Regions from separate parts of the Mus musculus genome. Here region 1 is linked to region 2. A link is a contact called in public HiChIP or PLAC-seq data. All regions are on one chromosome and are shown on one strand. Each heading gives the region's core, a stretch centred on a gene start, on an enhancer-like site or on the middle of the called end of the contact. The rest is flanking DNA. Distances are from core to core; before and after follow the strand shown. Region 1 overlaps Skap1 (src family associated phosphoprotein 1). Region 2 holds the start of Skap1 (src family associated phosphoprotein 1).

Region 1 (5,762 bases), core at 375-2,874, 230 kb before region 2:
CTCCAGACAGTGTAGGTGCAAGCCTTTAATCCAAGCACTCTAGAGGCAGAGGCAGCCAGATCTCTGAGTTTGAGGCCAGCCTGGTCCACAGAGTTAGCTCTAGGACAGCCAGGGCTACACAGAGAAACGTTGTCTTAAAAAAAACAAAAACAAAAAACCCTTGTATTAAAAAAACCCACCAAACAGACAAAAATTACTTTAAAAAAAAGTTATATATATATATAGCAAGCCAGGTGAGCACAACTTTAATCTTAGCACTTAGGAGGCATTAGCAGGTGAATTCTGTGAGTTCAAGGCTATCATGTTCTACCTAGCAAGTTCGAGGCCAGCCAGGGTTACATAGTGTGATCTGTTTCAAAACAAAACAAAACAAATCCAAAGCCTCAAACTCCAAACAACAACTGCAGCCAAGCAACCAACCAACAGAAACCCAACAACAAATAAAAACAAACAACCCCCCAAACTCCCCCAAAGAAACACAAACAAACAAACAAACAACCCCCCCCCCCACACACACACCCAGCACCTACACCAGGCAGCTCAAAGTCACTGTAATTCCAGCTCCAAAGGATGACACCATTTTCTGGCCTCTCTAGGTACTCATGTCCACATCCCTCCGCCTCCCTCCAACACACATAATTAAAACATATCGCCAAAAAAACAACAACAAAAAACCCCAACAATCAAACCAAACACGCATAACAAAATAAGGCACAACCACAAATGAATCAAGCGGGCAGCCATGTGTGTCTTCAAACGTAAGGGTGAAAGAGTCTTTTCTGCCAGTCAGTGACTTTTGTACCACACAGTTGCCGGCATCTCCTCAGCAGTGGCTGGGAAGCCTGCCTTTGCTCAGTGCTTTTATTAGCTTCTTTGTTTAAAAAAATAAAATATTTTGAGCTAAAATTGATGCTCAGTGGACCTGTGCTCGCCTTGCCTAGCCTGTGTGAGTCCCCGAGTTCAAGTCTCAGCATTTCAAAAATGCATGCACACACAAACCAACTCACAATTAAGATCGCCATTTTTCTTCTAAGCTGTTTCGGGCCTAGTTTTAAAAACAGATCACAGGGCTGGAGCAGATGCTGTGTGTTTAAGGGTTCCCCCTGTTTTTGCTTTGGTTTCCAGCACACTCATAGTGTCTCAAAGGCTGCAACTTTTGTCCCAAAGGGTCTGAGGCCCTCAACTAAACGTTGAAGACACCAGGACCTTATGAGCTGCACATACATACACGCATGCAGACACATAAAAATAAAAATCTCGGGGCTGGAGAGATGGTTCAGTGGTTAGAGCACTGGCTGCTCTTCCAGAGGACCCGGGGTTAAATTCCCACCTGCATGGCAGATCCAATCCTAAAGTGATCTGATACCCTTATACATATATACACGAAGACAAAACACCAATGCATGAGAAATAAAAATTATATGAGTGAAAAAAAAAACAAACCAAAACCTTAACATGCATACACACACACACACACACACACACACACACACACACACACACACCCCTGCGAGGTCAGAGAGATGGCATGTGCTGTTCTTGCACAGGACTAGAGTTTGCTTCCCAGAACCCATGTTCAGTAGCTTTCAACTGCTTGTAACTTCAGATCTAGGGGTATCTGATGTCCCTGGCCTGCACAGGCAATTGCACTCACTTGTGCACATGCGCATACCCACAGGCACACGCTCATGAACAGACACACCCTTAAAACAGGGGTCTTCTTTTAGCTTTACGAAATTGCTTTTTGTTTGTTTATTTGTTTTTATCCAATTGTCTTCTTGCTAACTTCCTTGTGCATAGACTTTTCTTTTCCTTCTATCCTCCCTGGGCCCCTTAGTCTCTCCCTCTCTGCTCCTCCTTATTTGTTTTTGAGACAGATCTCACTATGCTGCCCTGGCTGGTCTGGAACTTGGAGGGTAGCCTAGGCTGGCCACACCCAGCTGCCGTTTTTTTTTTTTTGTTTTGTTTTGTTTTTTTTTTTTTTTTGCTTTTGTTTTTTTTTTTTTTTTTTTATTTGTGGATTTTTATGGCGAGTAAACTTTGTGTTTGGCATAAATCCTTTCAGATGGGTCTTGGGGTACATGTCTGACATGAACCACAGCAAATGAAAGTTTCCCCCCCCCCCCCAAGGGTTTTTCTGTTTTTACTCCCAGCAGTCTGACATTCTAACCCCACTGAAAACAACCCTCCAAGAACTGGCGGGGATTCCCCGCAGGCAGGAGGTCACGTGATCGTCCTGCAGTTGGGAGGCCATGTGATCCTTCTGCAGGGGGGAGGTCATGTGATCTTTCTTCAGGTGGGAGGTCATGTGAGGTGAGGACCAACAACAGGGAAAGTGCTTGCAAGGAGGTTCTTCTCTGAAGCACTGTTCAAAAAATTCCTCTTGGAGGTCTCAGATTCAAATGAAAGACACAGGGGCCAAGAGAGATGGGATTCCTCAAGCTATGTCTCGCCACAAGTGTCTTCTTTTTAAAGGTCTTGCTAAATGTAGAGAGTTTCTTGTTAAAAGTCTGAATCACAAAAGACATGTTAAGAGTCTTATTGGAATTCAAACCTCCTCTTTTTTTATTTTTTATTTTTAAATGCAAATCTAAATGCCATTTTGTGGAACATTTATAATTATGAAAATGGAAAGACATCGCCTTGTGTGCGGGGAGAATCTGTGCGTATGAATATTACATTAATGTGCCCACACCAGCTCACTGATCCTGCCGGCAGGAGCATAAAAAATGCTTGAGTGAAACTTTTATTTAGATGCTAAGACTCCGGGCCCCAGCGGGGTGACAGAGACAGCCCCTGTGAGTTGCCATCGCAGACAGAGCTTGAATTGAATTACCCAGGGGGGAGGAAGTAGTGATGAGCACGCTTCGCTTATTTAATTTCATTTACTTTCAGTACATTATCAGCATGAGGCTTTTCTCTCCCCACCAAGTGAAACCCAAGACCACCACCACCAAGAAAACAAAGGCGGAAGGCACAGAGCCGCCTCCACTCCCGAGTCTCTAATTCCAGGCCTGCGGGGACAGTGCCCTTCCCATCTCCTCTCCCCCAGAGTCAAACTCAGCTTGCTGAAATCTGGGCACTGCATTTCCCACTTGGTTCTACCCCAACAAGATCCCGAAGAGCAATCTGGCGGGGGGGGGGGGGGTGTGTGGAGTGGGGGGGAGAATGGTTTTTATACGCTATGCTTTTTATGTAAGCAGACGCGTTATGTTGCTTTCTTATACATTTGAGGGTTTTTTGTATTTGAGAAATAGCTCACGTAATTTCTTTGATGCACCGTGGGGGGGGGGGGGAGAAATGGGATAATAGAAGAAATTAAAAATGCTTATGGAAAAAAAACCTAGATAATCAAGCACAATCAGTGTCTATTTGATTGACTAGACAGGTACTGCTGTGAGTTCGGCCTTAGTTGTTCTCCGCATACAGCGGGAGCCTCATTAGCTCCCTGACCCATCAGCTGACTGTGCACAACCAAAGTGGGAAGGTGTTCTGTCCCTTTGACTGTCTCCTCTTTTGGTGACCTTCAGGGCCTTGATCAAGAACTGGAGACTGGAGAAGGCTTATGGCTAGGCTTGTTGTGGGAGGTGAGGCAGGAGACTTTTACAACGGAGTCCACCCCCACTGTCCAACCAACGACTCCGTGCCTTATAGAGAGTATGTATTCCAAGATGCCGGGAGAATAGGAAGCAGCCACAAACACAATATTTAAAAGGCGAAACATAGATAAGTATAAAATTGTAAAAAGAGACACATTTTTTTTCTATTACCTGAATAGAAATTACCACCATCTTGAGGAAAAGAAAAAAACAAAACAAAACAAAACAACAAAACCCTAGAAACTGTTTCATTTATTGGCAACAAATGGTCCTCTTGTATCAACCTGAGCATATATCACATTCTATCAGCACAAACCAGAATTGCATTAATGTCATAATCCCTCTCCACAACTACACTTAACTAAATCTCTCTGAGTAACCCACATAAGGAAAAGATTCACTTAGCTAAAGGATGTTTGGCCATAAAGATGAGATCAACAGAGAAGTGTTTTACTCAGAAGTGATGGCCGCCCAACTTCCATGGCAAATGAAGATAAAAGAAATTCTCAGACATCCTTCTCTCTTCCTCCCGATCCTTTCAACCCCCCCCCCCCGCCCCCGCATCCCACCCAGAAACCAACTCTGCCATAGGGGGGCGGGAAATGACAGGGCAGGACTCCATCTCTCAGCGCTAAAGCCGGCTCCTCTGTCAGCTCCTCATGGCAACAACAATGAGGACCCTTTGGAGTGTGATACATTTCCATAAAGCAGTCAATAAAGCAGACACGGGAGCTTATGTGCGTCACGGCCTATTTAACCAGCTGTGTTCTAGCCCACTGAGAAAAGAGAATTGGAGAAATCAGCTGGTAACACACAGCACAGGGCTAATGGCGTAGGAGGCCACCTGATTCCCCTACGAAAACGGCGCAGCCCTTGTAGAACAAACCAGGTGCTTGCTAACTCCTACCACATGCAGCAGGTTTGGTCTCTTGCTAACTCAACCTGAAAAGACCAAGAGTTTTTGGAATAATGTTTTTTGCTTTCCCCCAACTTGACTTTTCTCATCGATCTTCTTCCTTTTAATTTAAGTTCAATTGCCTTGAAAAGAAACCAAATCCACTCAACCCTAAAGACCGAGAGCTACAGGGGTGGCGGTGGGGGCTTTCAGGTAAGAGGGTGCACAGCCAGCTTCTGGGGAATCTGGCTGGCTGAGGCTGGAGAAAATCTGGTATTTGAAGACTGGAAATGGTCAGGTTCCATCTTCATTCCAACTCCCTAACTGAAGGCGTCTGTCTGTCTGCTGAGCTGTGCAAAAAACATATACTTTCTTAAGAATATTAAACTAAAATTTATGCATATATATGTGTGTGTGTATGTAAATGTACACACATATACACATACACACTTGCACACACACACAGTGGCCAGGAGAGGGTACTAGACCTCCTGGAGATGGAGTTACAGGCAATTGTGAGCTGTTGGGAATTACATACAAGTCCTCTGGACGAACAGCCCGTGTTCCACTGAGCCATCTCTCCAGCCCCTGTGACCTTCTTTAGCAAGACCAGTTGTGCTTATCCTTGGTCTCTCGTTTTTCTGGGTTAACTTTCTCCCCTTATTGCCAAGTTTTGGGAACCAGCCAACAGTAGTCTGTCTGTGGTACAGGCAAGGACCGTGCATCTTCTGGTGCTGAGAGCTGACTTTCCGTGACCTTCTGTTGCTCTGTGCTACACTCACGTAATGTTTTACCTCCTGTGGTCCCATGGCTAGCCACTTGGATTCTCACCCAGTCCAGCATGCTTTTCTGCCATGGTGCTTTGCTCATCAAAGGGTTTAGATAGACACACGAGACACAAAGACAGAGAAACCACTCCACAGATAGCTTTAAATGCAATGGATGTGTTTGTGGAGAAAAGGCCCAGTGTTGACAAAAGGCAGGCGGTGAACACAGGACAGCTGTCTTAGGGTTTTCTTGCTGAGAAAAGACACCATGACCACGGCAACTCTTTATAAAGGAAAACATTTCACTGGGACTGGCTTATAGTTCAGAGGTTTAGTCCATTATCATCATGGCGGAGAAGCACGGTGTCACACAAGCAGACGTGGAGCTGGAGAAGGGACTGAGACTTTTACATCTTGATCCGGAGACAAAAGAATGAAGACTGTCGGGGTAGGCCCAGTTTGAGCGTATAGGACCGCAAAGTCCCGCCTCCACAGTGACGC
Region 2 (6,213 bases), core at 2,480-4,979:
AAAAACAGTCCTGAATATTTCCTGTTCTTTCAATGAAGCGGAAGATGCCCTGCATTCCTTATCTACACCGTGCCTTATTCACTGATACGGGGCCACTTTCTGTCTCTGTGTGGGAGCTCAGTAGAGCCGATGGAAAAGGCTGTTTCCTGGGATACTAGAAGCTTCTCTGAGCTTTGTCATTTGCCAGAAAAACAACAGAGAAGGTGGGTTTTTTTTTTTGTTTGTTTGTTTGTTTTGTTTTAATGTACACTTTCCACACAACTTCCCATGGCTAAACAGGAAAAACAATCACACCTGAAGTTACTGGCCCTTTAACTTCTGGGCTTCTGTTTGTCTTTTTTTTTTTTTTTTAAACCTATCTAACCACTCTTTCTTGATTAAAGAAGTAGTACATGGCTTTTGTCACAATTCAACCAACTGGAGATATATGTATTAAAAATCATTAACCCCTGTGAGTCTCTCTGTCCTTAAAAAGAAACTGCTAAGAGACAGGACACTGTCCTGAGGCTTACACAAACCTATATAATATATGGAACTTTTTTTTTTTTTTTTGGCTTTTTGGTTTCAAATAGAAAAAGGATCATTATATGTGCTGTTGTTTATTACATCTTTTTAGTCTTAAAAACACTCCATGGACATACTGCAAGCCAAGATAGACAGACGTCAGACAGACACACAGATCTCCAAGTTCTTTTGATGCAAACTAAGATGGATGTCCCATGATCCAATTGACCATCACCTACTTTTCCCACCTCATTGACATCTGCAATATATAAACATATATTTAATTTCTATATCACATTCCTAGAAGTGGGACTTCCACGTCAAATGAGACATCTTCAAATGTTTAAAATTTTATACTTAAAATTAATTCCAGACCTTCATTATGCAAAAATCTCGGTATAAACCTTGCACAGTGTCTTGCATATTTTATTTTTTTAAAAGCGAACACATTATATCAAAAAAATGTCCCTGTCATTTTATGCTCCTATTGTTACAAATAGATAAATGTTTAAGTTATGGCTGTGATGGCCGGCATTAAATCACTGTGCAAATGCGTCTGACTTGGTTTATGAAAGCAGTAACTCACTGGGGAAACTCCACCCCCGTGCTGTGTGGCAGCCACAGTCACAGCTCATATCCTGTGACTCCCTCCCACTGAGTGACTATATAGAGATCAAGGACCTACAGATTTCTTAACTGCTAACGGTGAACCTTAAGAAGTGTGTGGTGGGAGGAGGCGTATAACCAGACCCAGACAACAAATTGACAGCCATTTTAGATGTCTAATATTCACAAGTTGTAACACAGAGAATCATTTGACTGTTTTACGATAGAGACCGCATTCCATTAAAAACAAAAACCTATAGCCAATATGTTATTATCATCACATGAATCTTTCAAAAACATATTTTTAACCACTTTTCAATAGAATCATTGGTTATATCCCACTTTATATTTTTCCCTCCACTTCAGAATCAAGAGCAGAATTACACGTTTAAAGGGAGGGATGGCTTTAAAGAAACAGTTAACCAGTGAAGCACCTCACAGTGGAACCTCAGACTCCTCCCTATCTTCTAAAGACCCGCGCACTATCAGAGATTGTTAAGACACAGCAAGTTTGATACAGAAGTATGTGACACGCAATTAATCTCCATTCATACCCGGCTCTGCTTGTCAGCAAACAAAGGTTCTGCTTTAGAAGGAGATCTGAAGACTTCAATTAAAAACAGTCAGCTAACAAGAAAACGATCTGAGCTAAAGGAAGGCGGCAGGTGCAAAAATGAGTTGTTTACCAAAGTGTCAGTTTTGAACAATAAAGAACTGCACATCAAAAATGTCGGAGGAGGGGACTGTGTTGCTAGCCTCTGAAAATAAGAGGGAATTTTTCTATTGATGCCTGTGCACCAAACTGAAGTGACATTTAGCAAGCTTGTAAAGTGGGTTTCTTCTCATAAAATGACTGACACCAATAAAAAGAGACACTCGGTCTTTAAATACAAGGGTAGAATTCAACTTGTGGCTGCAATTCCTTCTCTAAAAACCAAAGACAATTGTACAACTTCCTCTATGTACCTAATATTGAACCAGCACTGGCTAAATCTCGTTAGATGCCTGGTGATTTCTTCTATCTTCCAAATAACTTTATTTCTACAGTTTCTTGGTTTACAAGCTAAGTGGATTTTTAGATAATTTAGAGAACATAGCTCAGTAGTGGAATGTCTAATGACCCTGTGTAAGGTTCTAGATTCAATCCCCTAAGTACAAGAGAGGGTGGTGGTGACTAAAGGTGCTTGCCACCAAGCCTGAAGACATGAGTTCTATCCCCATCACCAGAAGATGCAAGATGAATGCCAACTCCCAACAGTTGCCACCCGAACTCCACAAACAGGCTGTGGCACATGCACACCCACACAATACACTCCAAAAATAGATAAAAACCTTTTTCTAAAATAGATTTTTGAAACATCGCCTCAAAAGAAACACATAGCCGCCAACTCTTACAGAGACGCTATCCAGAATAGAAACAGGGCTACAGACAGAATCCAAAAGCACTGGCCAAATCCTTGATTAGGAGGCATTTATACCCAAGATAACAAGGTAATGGAGATATAAAACCAATTAAATTGAGAGAAACTGGAAAGAATGCAGCTTGCCAAAATCATGACCTGCCCAAAGCAGGCCATCTGTTAACGATGTGTCAGATGTGTCGCCTGGATGCCGAAAGGCTTAATTCTGAGCGGTTTCCTCTTGAGACCCTTATGCAACTGCAGATTCCAGGTTTCTGTCCTCCCAGGAAGGGAAGGGCAGTCATAGGAAAATGAGTAAAACTGATTTTCACCATGGGAGCCAAGCACAAGATACCGTCCATCAGGGAAGTCTCTTCGGAGTGTATGTTGAGTGTCGGAAAGTGTGACCTTAACTGTAAAGGACAGTTTTAAAGGTGAAACCATCACAACAGGACACTTAGGGAAGGGAAGGACACCATACTCTGAGGTTTATGACACCCCTAGAAGTCTTCAGGTTAGGAAATGACTCTCACACTTATAAGACGTCCCCTAACCACCAGGCTTGGCCCAAAGACCATAAATCTCCAGAGCCCTACTGTGTGCCTAGGAGATGTCTACCCAGAAAGGTGTGGGTCTTCCACAAGGTGAGGAGTCAGGACTGGGAAGGATGAGACCTAATCACTGCACACCTCAGGGATTTCCCGGGGTGACAGGTTCAAGACCAAGCAAGGTGTCAAGGGAGGCCATGAACTGACCCGTAAGACCTTAGAGACCTGGAAGTGTTGATGCATCTGGAAGTGATACAGATGCCTAGAAGGAACAGAAAATATGTAACTCAAGGGAGAGGTGGGGACCTTGAGGATGAGAGAGAGGCTAGGGCTTTGGGGACAATTGGGGGATTAAGGACTCTGGAAGCCTGGAACTTATAGTAGGTAAGTGACCAGGCTAAAGAACTAGTACCCTAGTGTCTCCTTTCTTGCCTTCAGCCCAGCACTGAGAGGCCCTCCCGGACGGGATGGGTCAGGACAGAGGTCTGGCACTGAACCAGGAGTTAGTTACCTTCCAGGAGCCAACAGATCTCCTCCGGGAGGGCGACAGCCTGCATTTGGCGAAGCGAGTGGGCGGCCGCAGCAGAAGGCGGGATAAGGGACGTGTGCCTGCTCGGACGGCGGGCGCAGCGAGCTGCACCCCAGGCACCTGTACCTCGGCTGTCGCCTGGGGGGGGGGGGGAGGCGCTGGGCGGGGCCGCCGGTCGCGCGCTCAGGAAGCGGCGCGCGCAGCCGGCGGCGGGAGCCCGGGACCCCGGGCGCAGGTGCACTGGTGCCACTGAGGTGGCACGCAAAGTCAATGGCGTGGCCCTTTGAGCCCCTCACCAAAAAATTGCCTAGATTCCCAAGAGCCTTGGAGGCTAGGTTTTGGCGGAAACATCTAAACACTGAGCAGTTTGACCTTGGGGCTGTAGGTTTAAAAGGCCATGGCTGTTCCTGGACTGGGGTGCAGAGGCAGAATCCAAGAAAGAGCTTGGTCCTTGCCAAAGATATAGTGCCTCAGTTCTGATCCAGCGCACTGTCGGGGAAAGCCCTGCTGGTTAGAAATTAAAATCTGGAGTCCCAGCGACAATGCCGATCGCCAACATTTGAAAGACTCAGCATCAGAGGCAATACCCATGGAGAGACACGGAGGGAATGTCCTTCCCTCTGGAGGTGAAAGGCTGAGAGAAGGTGGGAAACAGCTCTTTCTCGGAACAGAGGAAGGAAGAAAGTGATCAACGAGATCACAGGGCTGTGCCCTTCCCCGCTCAAAGTACAGCCAGTCAGTGATCAAGTTTGGGTGGTAGTAGGTACCAAAGATGTTGCTACAGCACGAACTTGGGCAGTGGTACGTGGAACCCTTTGTTATTTTTGTGGACCGCTTGTGAGTGAACAAGTACTCAAAGGTTGTTTATTTGATTGGTATTTTATAGTACAACAGGCCTTGAAGAAAGTAGAGCAGCATGGACGGTATACGAAAGAGCAAGAGGAGGACTGGCGCATGCCTGTTGGTATTAAATACCAGACTCCGGGGTTTTACAAGGGTGGGGAGACTTTGCAGGTAGAAAATTATCTGTAATTATGTGACCCCTGCATATCTCTCTCTCTCTCTCTCTCCCTCTCTCCCTCTCTCCCTCTCTCATTCTATTCTATCCCCATAATAGGTAAGAAGGATTGGGAGTGGTCCTGGAACACATGAAGGGAGGAAGGTAAGCGATTTGTTAATCTGCCTGGGGGTGGAGATAATATTGATCTCAATGTAGAAGGCAGAGCAAAGACAAGAAACCGTTCAGAAGGGCACAGGGCAGGTGTATATGTCTCCTGGAATAAGTGTGTGCACACACCCCAGGAAGATGCAGTCTCAAGTTTAGGAACCCTCACTTTTAAGGACTTTGGTGGCCTTTAGCATGTCCTGACGCCTGAGAAGGAGTGGTCTTGGTTTCAGGGCCTCACAACCCACCTATAAGTTGCAATAAATTGAACTGAAGGGATAGAACCCGGTCGGGGTCACCAGAGAACCCAAATCCATGGTGTTGCTTCTTACTGGGTGAAGCTATAGTGACAGGCTTGGGCTGCCTCTTCCAGGCTCCAGAGGGGGTGTAGGCTGCCTCCTACCTTGCTGTCTCCCAGATAAAACTGAAGTTGCTCTAAAATCACTTGGGGTGCGTGCATGTTTAAACATGGAGGCTATGTGGCTCACACACATGCTTCTTTTTGTAAACATAAAACTGTTCTTCAAAAGGGGGGCGGTAGGCTTCCCTCTCTAGTGCACAAACTTCCTCCATTTTTCTTCCAGCAATGGGAAAAGAAGGACAGCCCTTCCCTCTTTCTTTAGTAAAAGGCAGGTTTCTAGGATCTGAAGAGAACCCAGAGTGCCCCGTCCCCTTATTTAAGGACATTGGTCAGCATGGTCACATAGGGTAGGTGCTCAGGAGTTGTCTGACAAAGGACAGAACCCCAGGCTTCCTGCCACCTAGGGAGAAGCAAAACCGCACAAGGTAGATATTCTCCTTGCATCTCTTCCCCTGTGGATGACTGGGTTTGGGAGCGATGGAGGTAGAGGGAGGTGTAAGTCAGGTGGTGTGTGCTGGTGACTGGCAGTTTCCAATACGCTATTGTCATGTTGCATCAAGGCTCCTCATTGCAGACAGAAGCCTGCCTCCACACATGAGCGCTGCCCCTCCTTAATCATCTGAGGGCCCTGGTTCAGCAGGCAGCCTCACTCCTAATGACATTCTGTTAAATGGACAAATTCCTTTGAAGCCCTGTCCTCCTTTGAAATCCAATTTCGCAGGAAGCCAAATCTGATTGGGGGTAGCCATGGAAACGACATGAAGGAGTCTTGCAGGAGGTGGAGAGAGGCAAAGAAAAAAAAACACCCGAGATAGTCAAGAGTCCTTTACTGCTCTGTCGGAAATATCAAAGAGATCTGGAGAGGTTGGCAGCAGGCGAGTCCCTGCCCAGGTCCTGTTCTGTGTGGCTAGGTACCATGTGGCTGACATGGAAGAAAGCAGCCAGCTGTCTCCACACACAGGCAGCGGTCCAGATCTGTCTGCCTTCCCCCTTCTCCCCTCCCCCACCCCAATTCCAATGCCATCCCCTTCTGGCCATCACCCCTTAAAGGCAAACAACAAAAGAATGACAAGGTGAAAATACAAGGCCCCCACAGATAA

What was found. HiChIP or PLAC-seq counts read pairs in DNA pulled down with a chosen protein or histone mark.
Region 1: a contact with region 2 is called in an H3K27ac HiChIP or PLAC-seq map of embryonic stem cells, with 3 times the contacts expected there. The contact joins the enhancer-like site here to the promoter of Skap1 in region 2. A contact is called at or near these places in 4 of 39 promoter capture datasets (the HPC-7 cell line, embryonic stem cells, stem cell-derived epiblast-like cells and 1 more), 2 of 115 datasets of contacts at active chromatin or transcription factors (both in embryonic stem cells) and 1 of 9 other capture datasets (embryonic stem cells).

What each region holds. Positions count from the first base shown.
Region 1 is chr11:96,693,548-96,699,309 of GRCm38.p6, reverse strand. All of the region lies in intron 4 of Skap1 (src family associated phosphoprotein 1), which reads right to left. Among named protein-coding and RNA genes, the nearest start is that of Snx11, 81 kb to the left of the region's middle. Within about 2 kb of position 1,624, at least 19 of the 459 cell types and tissues checked have an H3K27ac peak or open chromatin away from gene starts, as enhancers often do. A contact at or near this core is called in embryonic stem cells, where this site is marked.
Region 2 is chr11:96,462,107-96,468,319 of GRCm38.p6, reverse strand. Skap1 (src family associated phosphoprotein 1) reads right to left here and starts at 3,729. Exons shown (of 12, transcript NM_001177899.1): 1 at 3,570-3,729. The coding sequence starts at 3,615. It overlaps Gm11529 (predicted gene 11529), which reads left to right and starts at 3,773. Exons shown (of 3, transcript NR_033524.1): 1 at 3,773-4,231; 2 at 4,705-4,749.